Regions from separate parts of the Mus musculus genome. Here region 2 is linked to region 1. A link is a contact called in public HiChIP or PLAC-seq data. All regions are on one chromosome and are shown on one strand. The core of a region is the stretch at or near the end of the contact, and the rest is flanking DNA. Distances in the headings are between cores, read along the strand shown. Region 1 holds the start of Aym1 (activator of yeast meiotic promoters 1). Region 2 overlaps Ssh1 (slingshot protein phosphatase 1).

Evidence for each region. HiChIP or PLAC-seq counts read pairs in DNA pulled down with a chosen protein or histone mark.
Region 2: an H3K4me3 HiChIP or PLAC-seq map of embryonic basal ganglia shows a contact between it and region 1, with 4 times the contacts expected there. The contact joins the enhancer-like site here to the promoter of Aym1 in region 1. A contact is called at or near these places in 5 of 39 promoter capture datasets (cranial neural crest, hippocampal neurons, liver and 2 more), 1 of 15 datasets of contacts at CTCF or cohesin (large pre-B cells), 16 of 484 Hi-C or Micro-C datasets (B cells, the N1E-115 cell line, adipose-derived mesenchymal stem cells and 6 more), 4 of 115 datasets of contacts at active chromatin or transcription factors (differentiating embryonic stem cells, embryonic basal ganglia and embryonic stem cells) and 1 of 9 other capture datasets (embryonic stem cells).

Annotation. Positions count from the first base shown.
Region 1 is chr5:113,354,468-113,360,325 of GRCm38.p6, forward strand. It overlaps Aym1 (activator of yeast meiotic promoters 1), which reads left to right and starts at 2,827. Exons shown (of 1, transcript NM_001012726.2): 1 at 2,827-3,354. The coding sequence starts at 3,050. The coding sequence ends at 3,187. It also overlaps 1700016C19Rik.
Region 2 is chr5:113,934,613-113,940,505 of GRCm38.p6, forward strand. It overlaps Ssh1 (slingshot protein phosphatase 1), which reads right to left. Exons shown (of 15, transcript NM_198109.5): 15 at 2,482-5,893. Among named protein-coding and RNA genes, the nearest start is that of Coro1c, 29 kb to the left of the region's middle. Within about 2 kb of position 3,124, at least 22 of the 459 cell types and tissues checked have an H3K27ac peak or open chromatin away from gene starts, as enhancers often do. A contact at or near this core is called in cerebellum, cortical neurons and embryonic basal ganglia, where this site is marked.

The DNA.
Region 1 (5,858 bases), core at 1,577-4,076:
TGCCTTTTCCCGGTAATGTTTCATATGCTCTTGATGTAGATTCTCCTGTTGCTCACTGCAGGGCTGTGTGGGATGCTGACGCTGGCGGGTGGCGACTGGGGAGGCTCTGCCTGTCTCTGAGGTTCTCCTGCCTTTCTGTCTTCTGCATTTATCAGTAAGAAGGGAGGGCTGAGTCTCCAACTGCAGTAGAGAATTTGCCCGCTTCTGCAAATCTACCTGGTTTCGCCTCCTCCGATATGAGACCCTCTCGTCAGGGAGCCCAGCTGCGTGGATGCCGGGGACGCTATGGCTTTGAGGACTGGCCCACCGAGCCAAAGGTGGAACCTGTTTGTCCACAAATCCTTTTCCTCACCGTGATGGCTGCTTTGCTTGATGGATCTGCAGCTGCTTGGCTTACTTTTTGATTTGTGTGAGCAAAACCGGCGCCTTTCTCCACCACTTTACCTTTAGCTTGTGTTTCAGTATTGAAAGTCTGCCTTTTTGTACACAACATGTGGTTAGGTCTCACTGCTGTTTAATCCATGGTGCTAGTCTCTGACCTCTGACTAGTAGTACGTTTAGGTCACTCCCATTTAGAGAGATTTTTAAAATGGTAGGGGGAGACACAATATGTCAGGACAAACTGTGCACGAGCACACTGTTTAGAAAAGCAGGACAGGCTCAGAATGACAGAAAGACTCACAGGGACCCCTTGGAGGAGCTGACTTTTAAACTGAGCTTTGAAGGCTCTGACGAACCCTTACTGCTGAGTGAGCCACAGGCTCTAAGAACCCGGAAGGGCCGTGGGGACCGTCTAAGCTTCTATGTTACATGAAGGAAAAGGGCTGCACATGTGACTGGTACCACTTTTGTGTTGTTTTGTGAGTTTTATTGTATTGTTTTGTGGTGTGAGCCTGCGCCTGAGGGCAGGGATGGCAGCAGGGTGTGGCAACTCACTATGGTGTAAGTTTGAGAACTCTGGGCGGGGGGGGGGGGGGGGGATGCAGTCCACAGAAGGGGGTCAGGTGCCACTGCCACATGGGAGGGAGACTGGGACAAGCACTGTGGCTGAGGTCCCCTGAGATGCCAAGTGTCTTTGTCTTTCCCAGCAGAGAGAGGCGAGTTCTTTTACTCGAGGGGGGAGGAACCGCTCGCACTAGGGAGGTGAGGCTGGTGTGGGTCCTATGATGCAGGCCTTACTAGGTGCAGTTTGAGCTGAGAGAGTTAGGGTGGGAGCATGAGTATGCAGATGGGCTGGAAGGGGGTGTGGGGGAACGAGAGGGCAGGGCAGCCATGCTTGCTTCCAGACATGGGATGCAGCAGCTTTACAAGGCCCCAGAATGGGGCGTCCCTCTCCCTCCAAGCTCCTCTGCTATGCTTATGATGGCATTGGAGAGGGAGCCCAAGAGCCTGGGCAGGGAGAGGGGAGAGCATGGGGCAGTGGGTCCTGGCATGTCTGGGTCTAGGGTGGTGACTCTCAGACCCAGTCTCAGGAGGTACAGTGGGACAGAATCTCTTCATCCATGTGTGCGCATAGGAATCTCCCATTCTCCTCCCCAGACTTTTCCCCCATGTGTGATGCATACGACGGTGTCTGCTGGTGTCCGACACCAGAGAAACCAACAACAGGGTGTCCTGCCTCTCTTCCTAAAGGGCACTGGGGAAGAGAGTCGAGGCACCTCCCTTCTCTGATGTGGCGGGAAACCTTGGGTCGAGTTTTTTACTCTGGATGGTGGTACAGTGGGGGCCAGGGCTCACAGCCGAGGTCTGGAACTCTGGTTGGAGCTGTCTTCAGAGCTCTATTATGGAGCCCCAGCCCTGGGCAGGAAAGCTCATTAGCAGACGTGATAGATGTGAGCACATGACTGCCGAGTCGTGTCCCGTGTCCCTGTTGAACTGGAACTCCTGCTCCTTCTCCATTAGCAGCGGTGTCTGCATGCTCAGCCATCCCTCTGGACCCTTCTGAATTCTCCCAGGGCTCTGAATGCAGTCTTTTTTATGCAAGGGTCTTGGACACGTCCGGGTGTGTGCGGCGCAAGCCTACAAACTCTCTCACCTCTACCAGAGATAATAAGGTCAGTAAACAGCAAACTGGGCTGTGAGGCGGGCTCACCAGTGGGGAGGCCTGCAGAATTCAGCAGGGATGCAGAGAGGAACCCAGGGTGCTGGGTCGTGGAATGGTATCTAGAAAACACACTAACCAACCACCCATGCAATGTCACTGGGTCCTTGAGATGTCCTGCAAGCTGGAGCAGGGGCAGCTCTGGGATTGCAGCCGGCTAAGGGAAGCCAGGGGGCGGGGTCTGTAAGGATGCTGGGGGCAGCTATCGCTTTTTACAGGTCTTTTATACCCTAGAGCCTGGGCAGGCCATAAGGACAAAGGGTGCCCGGGACACAAGCAGGTAGTTTGGAAGTTTGGTGTAAATTTAGAAGCAACTTCTACCTTCTCTTTCACCTGCGTGCCATTGGGCTTGGCCATGCGTGGCCCACGGTTGGCACAAATATTTGGAATCTGTGAGTAAAGAAGCTGGAAGTGGGCTCAGAAAATGCTGCCCAGGCCCATGTAACAGATGCCGGAGGAAACACATGTGAGCTCACACACACAGGTTGCTGGAGTGAGAGGCTGAAGAGGGTAGGGGTGGGATAAGGGACTGGAGTGCTCAAAGGCTGCAGATCTTCCCTCTGGGCCTTGGGGTGGGGGGTGGGATGGGAGGGAATCTCCCTAAGGGCTCTGAGCTAGAGCAGGACTGGTCCCCTCTTCCCTGCTCCAGCTCCAGAGCTGCCAGCACCGCCCCCTCCCCCTGCAACCCCCCCCCCCCCGGAGCTGTGTGCCCGGCAGAGGGGCAGCTGCTGGCTGAGCAGCTCCTGCGTCCTGCAGAAGCTTTGGGAACAGTGCCTGGGTGTCCTCCTGCCCTCACCCGGAGAAGCCACTGCAGGGGTGGGGGGCAGAGCACTGAGACCAAGACAGAGGACACCACTCAGAAATGCCAGGGCAACTGAACTGTGGACCAGGGTGGGCTGAGAAGGAAATGCTAACCTTGTGAGTCTACACACCCCTCCCTGTCTAGCAATGAAGCCCCGTGCTCTCACAGAACTTTCTGAGGATGCTCTAGTTCCATTATCTCTTAGAGAGAGGAGCACGCGCACTGCACGGGGTCATTCTCCACTGAGCTTGTTGCTGTGCTCAGGTAGTTCAGGGAATAAGTAAATGCTGCTCTCTGCTCTCAGCCGATGCCCCTGGTGGGAAAGAAGTGGGCTTCAAATTTCCACTTCACATCCTCCTGGAGCACGAAGAGTTAATGGAGCACACATCATCCTAAAACATGCCCCCTCCCAATCCCTGCTCTCCCCCCAGCCTGTAGCTGTCAGGGAACTAAAAAAAAAAAAAAAAAAGGTTGGCACACAGCCAATGAGACTCATCTGTGTATTGGCTGTGCCCTGCCCTGCTTGTGCCACTAAATGCCTAAATGTCATTTCCAGTAAATCCTCTTACTTGTACTTCAAGTTTCCATTTCCAGACAAGAGAATCCTGCAATCAGCCCCCGGGCCTGGGGTCTCTCTGGCCTCTCAGGTTTAAGAGTTAGACTCTGTGTGTGTGCTGCCATGGTTCTGTGAACTCTGCTTCAAGAACAGGATGATGCGGAGGCCGATACCCAAATGCCACCTTCCACGCTCAGAAATAACAACTGGTGCACAGGGCCTGCACAGGGTCAAAGCAGATATGTTCATAGCATCTACTGGGGGAACTGAACTCCCCCAATTCCTAACCAAAAAACAAACAAACAAACAAAAAATACCCTTCCAGTCTTTTAAGGGCCTGAAAGGAGTTTCTCCAGTTTCGTCTCACTGGGTATATAAACTACATTTAAGGGTAGGTCCAGTGTCCAGCAGCATGTGGCCACCAGGAAAAGAACTCGATGGCATCCTTGGCAGGGTTTTTTTGGTCTCATATTTTTGTTTGAGATTTGTGTTTTGTGCTCTCTCTCCCCCTCCCTCCCCACACCCCCTCTCTTTTTCCCCTTTGCCTTCCTCCCCTGTGTCCCTCGGTGTGTTACTAGTCTTGTTTGTATATTATGTTTTCTGATTTTGTCTTAATTTTTTTTCCTTTTCATTTGAATTTTTTTTTTCTTTTTTAAATTTGCCGCATTGTTTTATGAAAAGAAAGAGAAAGGAAGTCTGGTGTTGGAAGAGGCGGGAGGATCTGGGAGGAGATGCCTGGAGCAGAAACCACGATCAGAATTTACTGTATAATTTTTCAACTAATAAACATGAGTTGTACTCTGTAGAGAGCCTCGCATGGCACACACTCGTGCTGCCCTTAGTTGTGGGTAGCATCTCACGGGCGTCTCTTGAGTTACTGCAGGACGTGGATGGGGACCCTGTTTGGGAACTCTGGGAAGGGGTGTAAGACTTACCTGCTGACTCCTCACGCTGGTCTGAAACTGGAGCTGTCGCACAGGGAGGCTCCCTGGAGCCCCCTTGCAGGGCTGGCTGCACCTTGGCGACAGCTGTGGGCTGAGTGGTGTTCCTCAAGGAGCCTGGGTTGGAACGGGAAATTGCAGTGAGGCTGAGCCATGGGGGGTCACGTTCGGGTCAGTTCTCTCTGACCGTGTAGCTGTTGTGAATGGATGTTGAGGGTGTGGCTTCCTCCCTGGAGAGGTGGGCTGACGTGAAGGCAGACTGAGCCTGCTCTCTCTTGCCTGGAGGCGCCCTGGGATGACAATACCGGCCAGAACGGTTGCCCTCATCCCTTGATCTCAGACTTTCCCAGACTCTAGAGGTAAGAATAAATGTGTGTCGCCCCCCCCCCAATAAACTCTGCAGTCTTGTGTCACAGTGGGACAGGATGGGCTAAAAGATCAGGGTAAGGAGCCGGTTCTGAGGACATCACAGAGGCGCCCTCGCAGAGCCTGAACTCGGGCCTTTCCCTTTTGAATAGTTTTTCATGGTGTAGCAGCCTACAAGCGGAACAAGCTTATAGTTTTGATAGCTATATTTCAGGGCCATCCTTTGTATCATGAAACAGTAACAGAACATCAGCATCATGGCTCCTTGAACCGCATGCAGCATGTGGCGCCGTTTGTCTGACTTTTTACTTTATGTCTTGAGGAGGCTTTTATCCACCTTGGACTGAAGCCCCAAGAAGCAGGTGCACCGCTCCTTATAGGAGTCTGCTGGGGAGAGAGCGGCTTCAGCCATGGATGAAGCTCTAACAGTGCTGAAAGGCTAAGACGATGCTAAGTGTATAGCTGATCGCTTATTATTATAAAATATAGTACAATATTAATATATTTTATGAATCCTTTGATGATTTTATTATACATTTGTGAACATAATCACCTCCCCACCTCCCACTAACTCTTCCCAGATCTATTCCCCTGTAAACTCCGTGTCCCTCTTTTTTTCCTTTTTTTAAAAATTTTATTTGTTTTGAGACAGGGTCTCTATGGATGTAGCCTTGGCTGTCCTAGAACATGCTATGCAGACCAGGCTGGCTTTGAACTCAGAGATCCACCTGCCTCTGCTTTGTGAGTTCTGGAATTAAAGATGCACACCACCCACCATGCCCAGCCGACAGAACCCTGCTGCCCGTATACAGATATACGTTTGTATGACATGTGAGATCATCCACTGGCTCACAGTTGACCGACCAGAGACCACTCCCTACTGCTTCTCAGCCTGGGCTGGGGACTCTCGAGCCTCTCCATGATGGCCACCTGCCTTTAGCGTTTGGAGGCAACCACAGCTGCTGTGAGTTTGTATAGCGCAGTGGTTCTCTCCCCTGCTTCCACCCCGTGACGCTACCTGAGCCCCAGCTGCAAGGGAATGGTGAGTGTGTATACCTGTGTGTGAGCCAGCCCTCCACTGGCACTCTGATT
Region 2 (5,893 bases), core at 1,874-4,373, 580 kb after region 1:
GAGCCCAGAGAAGTGCAAGTGGTATCTCTTGGCATCTGAGAAGGAGCAGGAGAGATGGCTGGACACTGCAGAGGGCAGTTGGTTCCCAGGATTCGCACGCTGACTCAGTGATTTCAGCTCCTCGGACACTAGGCACACATGCACACAGACATACATGTGAGCAAACCACCTACATGTATAAGATAAAATCCTAAAGTCTTTTTTTTAAGCCACATTTTTGAGGTCAGTGCTACAGTTGGATCCGTATTAGGTTTGTGGCACCAACCCCTCCCCTCCTTTCTCTCCATGTTCCTTCTTTCTCTGTCTGGGGTGGGTTTAAGGGCCTTGCGCATGCTGAATGAGTACATTGCCCACCAGGTTCTATGCCTGGCCATAACTCAAATCTCACTTTGTAACCTCCTGTACTGGCTGGTTTTGTGTGTCAAATTGACACAGGCTGGAGTTATCATGGAGAAAGGAGCCTCCCTTGAGGAAATGCCTCTATGAGACCCAGCTGTAAGGTGTTTTCTCAATTAGTGATAAGAGGGGGACGGCCCAGCCCATTGTGGGCGGGGCCATCCCTGGGCTGGTGGTCCTGGGTTCTATAAGAAAGCAGGCTGAGCAAGCCAAGGGAAGCAAGCCAGTAAGCAGCACCCCTCCATGGCCTCTGCATCAGCTCCAGCCTCCAGGTTCCTGCCCTGTGTGAGTTCCTGTCCTGACTTCCTTTGGTGATGAACAGCAATGTGGAAGTGTAAGCCGGATAAACCCTTTCCTCCCCAACTTGCTTTCTTGGTCATGATGTTTGGTGCAGGAGTACAAACCCTAAGACACCTAGGCTGGCCTGAGTCTCAAGACATTCCTCCTGCCTCAGCCTCCCAAGTGCTGGCGTTGCAAATGTGAGCCCCCATGCCCAGCTCTGGCTTCAGCCAAGTTTTTCTTTTTGAAACAAGGACTCAGTGTATCCTAGGCTGGCTTCAAACTTGCTAAGGAGCCAAGGATAGCGACCAACTCCTGGTCCCGGGGTAGTGGGCAAGCATCACTGCGCCAGGTTAACCTTTTGCTTAAGATTTCACATTAAATTATTCCCGGTTAGTTTTGGCTTACAGGCAAGTTGATCAGGGCTGCTCACGGGGCAGCTTCACTGTGGTGAGGTAATGCATTTATACTGATCGGTCTCTTGTGAGTCCAGTTGAGTGACAAATTGAGGGGACCTGATGAAGATTTTAGCAACTGTGGGTACCGGACTTTGAGTCCTCCTGATGCACACAGGAAGTCCAGAGTGTCTGGCATACCTAGCCTTTGGGTTGGGAGGTTGGGACCGAGGCCTCCTTCACCAGCAGTGATGCATTGCAGCCAACATGGGGAAGAGTGGGAGTCTCCCTGGCTCTTCTGGACTGCACAGTTAGGGCCAGGCAACAATTTTACACCGTGACAGCCTGAGTCTCTCCGTGACCAGGTGTTGCGTCTGGGATCCTAAATGGTGACTCAAAGACCACTCGGTGAGGAGTGTCACAGCTGATGTTAACTGAGGTGAGGTCTAGCAAGCGCAGGATCACGGGGGTTGTTTCCTTTGGGTGGATACTGGGGACCACTCTGGTTCCTCCCAGCAGCTCCCCCCATTTCCAGTGGTTTTCCTCTGCAACAGATTGCCTTGCCACGCACATAGCCCAGTGCAGAAACCTCTGCACTTATACTAAAAGTATAAACCATCTTGGGTACTTAGCTCATTATTTTAGGGATTTTTGGGGAGTGTGGGGGGAAGGGTTTTTTTTTTTTTTTTTTTTTTTTTTTTTTTTTTTTTGATACAGGATGTCACTCTGTAGCTTTGGCTGGTCTGGAAGTCACTGTGTAGAACCAGGCTGGCCTTGGGCTGAGATATCTGTCTGCCCCTGCCCCCCCCTCTCTCTCTCTTCTTTTTCTTTTTTAAAGATTTGTTTGGGGCTGGTGAGATGGCTCAGTGGGTAAGAGCACCTGACTGCTCTTCCGAAGGTCTGAAGTTCAAATCCCAGCAACCACATGGTGGCTCACAATAAATAAACAAACAAATCTTTTTTTTTAAGATTTATTTATTTATTATATGTAAGTACACTGTAGCTGTCTTCAGACACTCCAGAAGAGGGCGTCAGATCTTGTTACAGATGGTTGTGAGCCACCATGTGGTTGCTGGGATTTGAACTCAGGACCGTCAGAAAAACAGTCAGTGCTCTTAACTGCTGAGTCATCTCTCCAGCCCCCTGCCCCTGCCTCTGAAGTGCTAGGATTAAAGGCGGGCACCACCAGGCCCAGGGTGTTTTCTACCTATCCAATCCCAGCACTGGGAAGGAGAGCTCTGGGGTGATGCCCGCGCTGCTCCTCTGGGTCTAGCTCCTGCAACTTGTTGTGAAGAGTCTTGAACACAGTAGGTTCAACAAATCTAAAGAATAAAGGCACCCACGGCAATGACAGGAGAAGAACACATGGACATCTTGGCAAGTGCCACAGGCAAAGCATAGCATACACAGGACATTTATAAACGAAGTGTTTATTCTCATCACGAGAAGCGCGCAGACTATATATATATACAGTACACACCAACAGAAGTAAAAAAAAAAGTGCACTATGCCTCTTCTACTGAAAATTCACAGTACAAAAAGATACTGCCTTTTAAATATATAATATATATATATTAAAAAAGAAAACAAGGAGAAAAACAATTAAAAAAAAATCAAAGTTGTGACTCAACGAGGGAACCCGGTGCCAGTGGCCTTTGAAAGGTGAAGGATGCAGTCTGGTGAGGCTCCTCTGGGGTGAGCTGTACCCCATGATTTGCAGCAAGGAGCTCAGGACACAGGCAGAAGAGGAGGAGGGAGTGTGAAGGGTGTTAGGGGGTGGCAAGCCTCTATAAACTAGAGGGTGACCTTGAGGGGCTAAGGGGAGGTCTTGGACTGTGGTTCAGGGAGTACTGGTCCTGCACCACCCCTGTGCTACCTGGCAAACCAAATCATGTCCCTCACCGGCTACCTCGGGCTGCGGTGTGTGCTGATGCATGCAGGCATGGCCTGCGGGGACCAAGCAGCCGAGTTTCTAGCAGGCTCTGTGGAGTAGTCAGGACCCACAGTGTCAACTGCAGAGCAGATTAACACAAGTGGATGGGGGTAGGGAGGAACTCACGTGCTAATCTTAACCACCAGGACCAGACAAAAGTACCCAGCCTCGAAAGACGAGAGCTGAACGGTTGCGCATAAATACACAGTATTTGTAAACCATTATTAAGGCACTCAATTGTAAAAAGAATAATTACAGGGTAGAGGAGGAAGCAGCTGTCTTCTCATGCAGCAAGGCCAACGGCCAGGGCAACAGAGGCTGTGTCTAAGATAGGGACTGAAAGAGGAGCTGTGGTGTCTACTGCCAAAGGATCGCCCTTCTCCAGATGGCCCCTGGTGGCTCCTGCAGATGGGTCCAGGGTGATTTCCTTGCAAAGCTGGAGACCACAGTGTGTGCTAAGGAACAGCACACACCAGGTCTGATGGAGTAGGATACACTTACATGTATATAGATCTATAATGCACACACAAGGTCTATGTTCATACACTTATGTACATATATCTCCATACACACTGGACTCTCACACCTCCACAGTAAGAAAAACAAAGGGCTTTGGATAGGGGAACACCAATGACCTTCATCTGGTCTTATGATCAGCAGGAACCCAGCCGTTAGGATGGGAAGGTGGGACCAAGAGTCTCCCTCACCAGCAGTGACATTGCAGCCAACACGGGGAGGACTGGGAGCCTCCCTGGCTCTTCTGGACTGCACAGCTAGGGTCAGGCAAGTGGTCCTAGGTACTCTGGTTACCCTGAAGGGGTTGAACGTGCCTCAAGAGCCCTGCTAAGTATCAGCCAGCCCATTGGGGTTAGAAATCAACTCTCATACCAACCTTGCCAGCAGGTAGAAAGTAACTCCCTAAAGGGGTGATGTGTGATGTCTCTTGTGATCTTGTTCTTGCTAAGGAGAAATGGCTCCTGAAGAGTGGGAGATTCACAAGCTTTCCGGGGTGGTCCCTGAGATGGGTGCACAAAAATACAGGCTGGCTGTCAACACCTAATCTTTCAGAACTTAATTCCATCCTGTAGAACCCTCTGGGCTCTTCAAGGGCAGAGGATGCTGGGCCTGATCTTCAGCTAGAGCAAGCTGCTGAGCAAGGGGAGCAGAGGGGTGCAGCTATCTGGGTACCTCGGAGAGACCAGCATGGCTGAGCCGCATGGATGAGCTGTGTGTGGTTGGTAGGGCTTCTGCACTGAAAACATGGGGGTGAGGATCTGAGAAAGACACCTGGCTCTTTGTTCATTCGATCAGGCTCCCACCTCTGCCCAGTATCTTCTCCCTTACACTTCAGGAAGCCTTCTGTGTTGGTGTAGAGCAAGGCCCCCACATGGTTCAGACTTTGGGGGGGGGGGGGGCTATGTAAAGTTCCCGGGCCATCCAGCTGAGCAGAAAGCTCTTAGTTCAACAAGGGCATTCAGTGAAAATGGCAGTCATCAACGCTGCATAAATCCCTCTACCTCTGCTTGCTATGATTACACACAAAGCTAAAATAGCCAGGTGTGGAGCAGCTCCCAAAGCTAACTTTTTTATTTTTGGCGGGGCGGGGGAGGGGTGGTGGTCAGCGTCTACAAAGCTCTGGACTCAGTGATCCACTGCGTGGCATCACGAGAGTGTGCCACCAAGCCTAGCTGGAACAAAACTTTTCCTGAGACAATATGGGAGTTGCCACCGTCTTAGCTTAGCAGGGAGAGTTCCAAAGTAGCCTTTCCATTAAATGCCAATTCACTGTGTTTACAGAGAGAGCCAAGGAATGAACAGGATCCCGCCAGGGATTCCGGTCTGAAGATGGGGATCCGCCCCCCTGCTGTTCGCACCGTTGGCTGATTGGCCAGTGCTTCTCAAACAGGTGTAAGGTAGTCTGCTGGGAGCGAGAGGCCTGCCTGAGTTCATCCTCCTGTCCTGACTCTTTCAAAATGAAAGTTTTCAAAAATCCTATCGCTCTTGCAGATGGGATTAAGAAACACAGTGGAAGCCTATCATTACCAAATCTAAGGAATTATTTTGACACAGAAATTGACCCACCATGTGAAATTGAACTTGGCGATGTCATTAAACTTGGCCTTTTTTTTTTTTTTTTTTTTTTTTTTTTGCTTTTGTTGGCTGAGGGAAGAGTGGAAGAAACCCACAGGGTTTCAGGAATAAGTGGATGATCGCTTTTTAAGGTGACTGGTATTGACAGTAGTGGGAAAATAAATCCCTATAAAATAACATACATGTATTTAAAAAAAAAAAATCATGCCAGGGAGAAATGTTCTGAGACAGAGGTCACAAAGACCCCAGACGAATGAAGAGAGAACTGGCCCAGATCCTGGAGACACCCAGAGCGTTCACCAGGATGGCGGTCTCTCTTCTTCCTTCTTGCCCGAATCCCAGGCTGTGCCAAGGGACCTGGCTGCAACCTCCAAACCATCCGGACTCCGTTGGTTCTAACCAGTGTGGGAGGACCCCCATACGCATACTTCCGGAACATATCCTTGAAGACTTTGTGGTCTCACTGAGCTGTCTGGCTGAGCCAGCCAACTGCAGGAAGGAGCTGTGGTCATCTCCACAAGGACTCCATCTGCTCAAGAGGTAAAGGGGTAGGCTGGCAAGTTTGGAGTGTGGGAGGGAAGGAGTTGGTCTGTGATATCCAAGGAGCAAAGGCAGCCTTCAAATAGAAACCCCGTCTTCCTGCAGTGTTACAAGCAGCCTTGGGGCATCAGCAAGCTTTCTGAGAGGGCTCGCAGCAGACATCTGAAGCAGGTAACACCATCTCTGGCAAGGTTACTACTTCTGAGGTAGAATCTCACTTTGTGGCCCAGACTGGCCTTTAACTCATGGTGGACCTGCC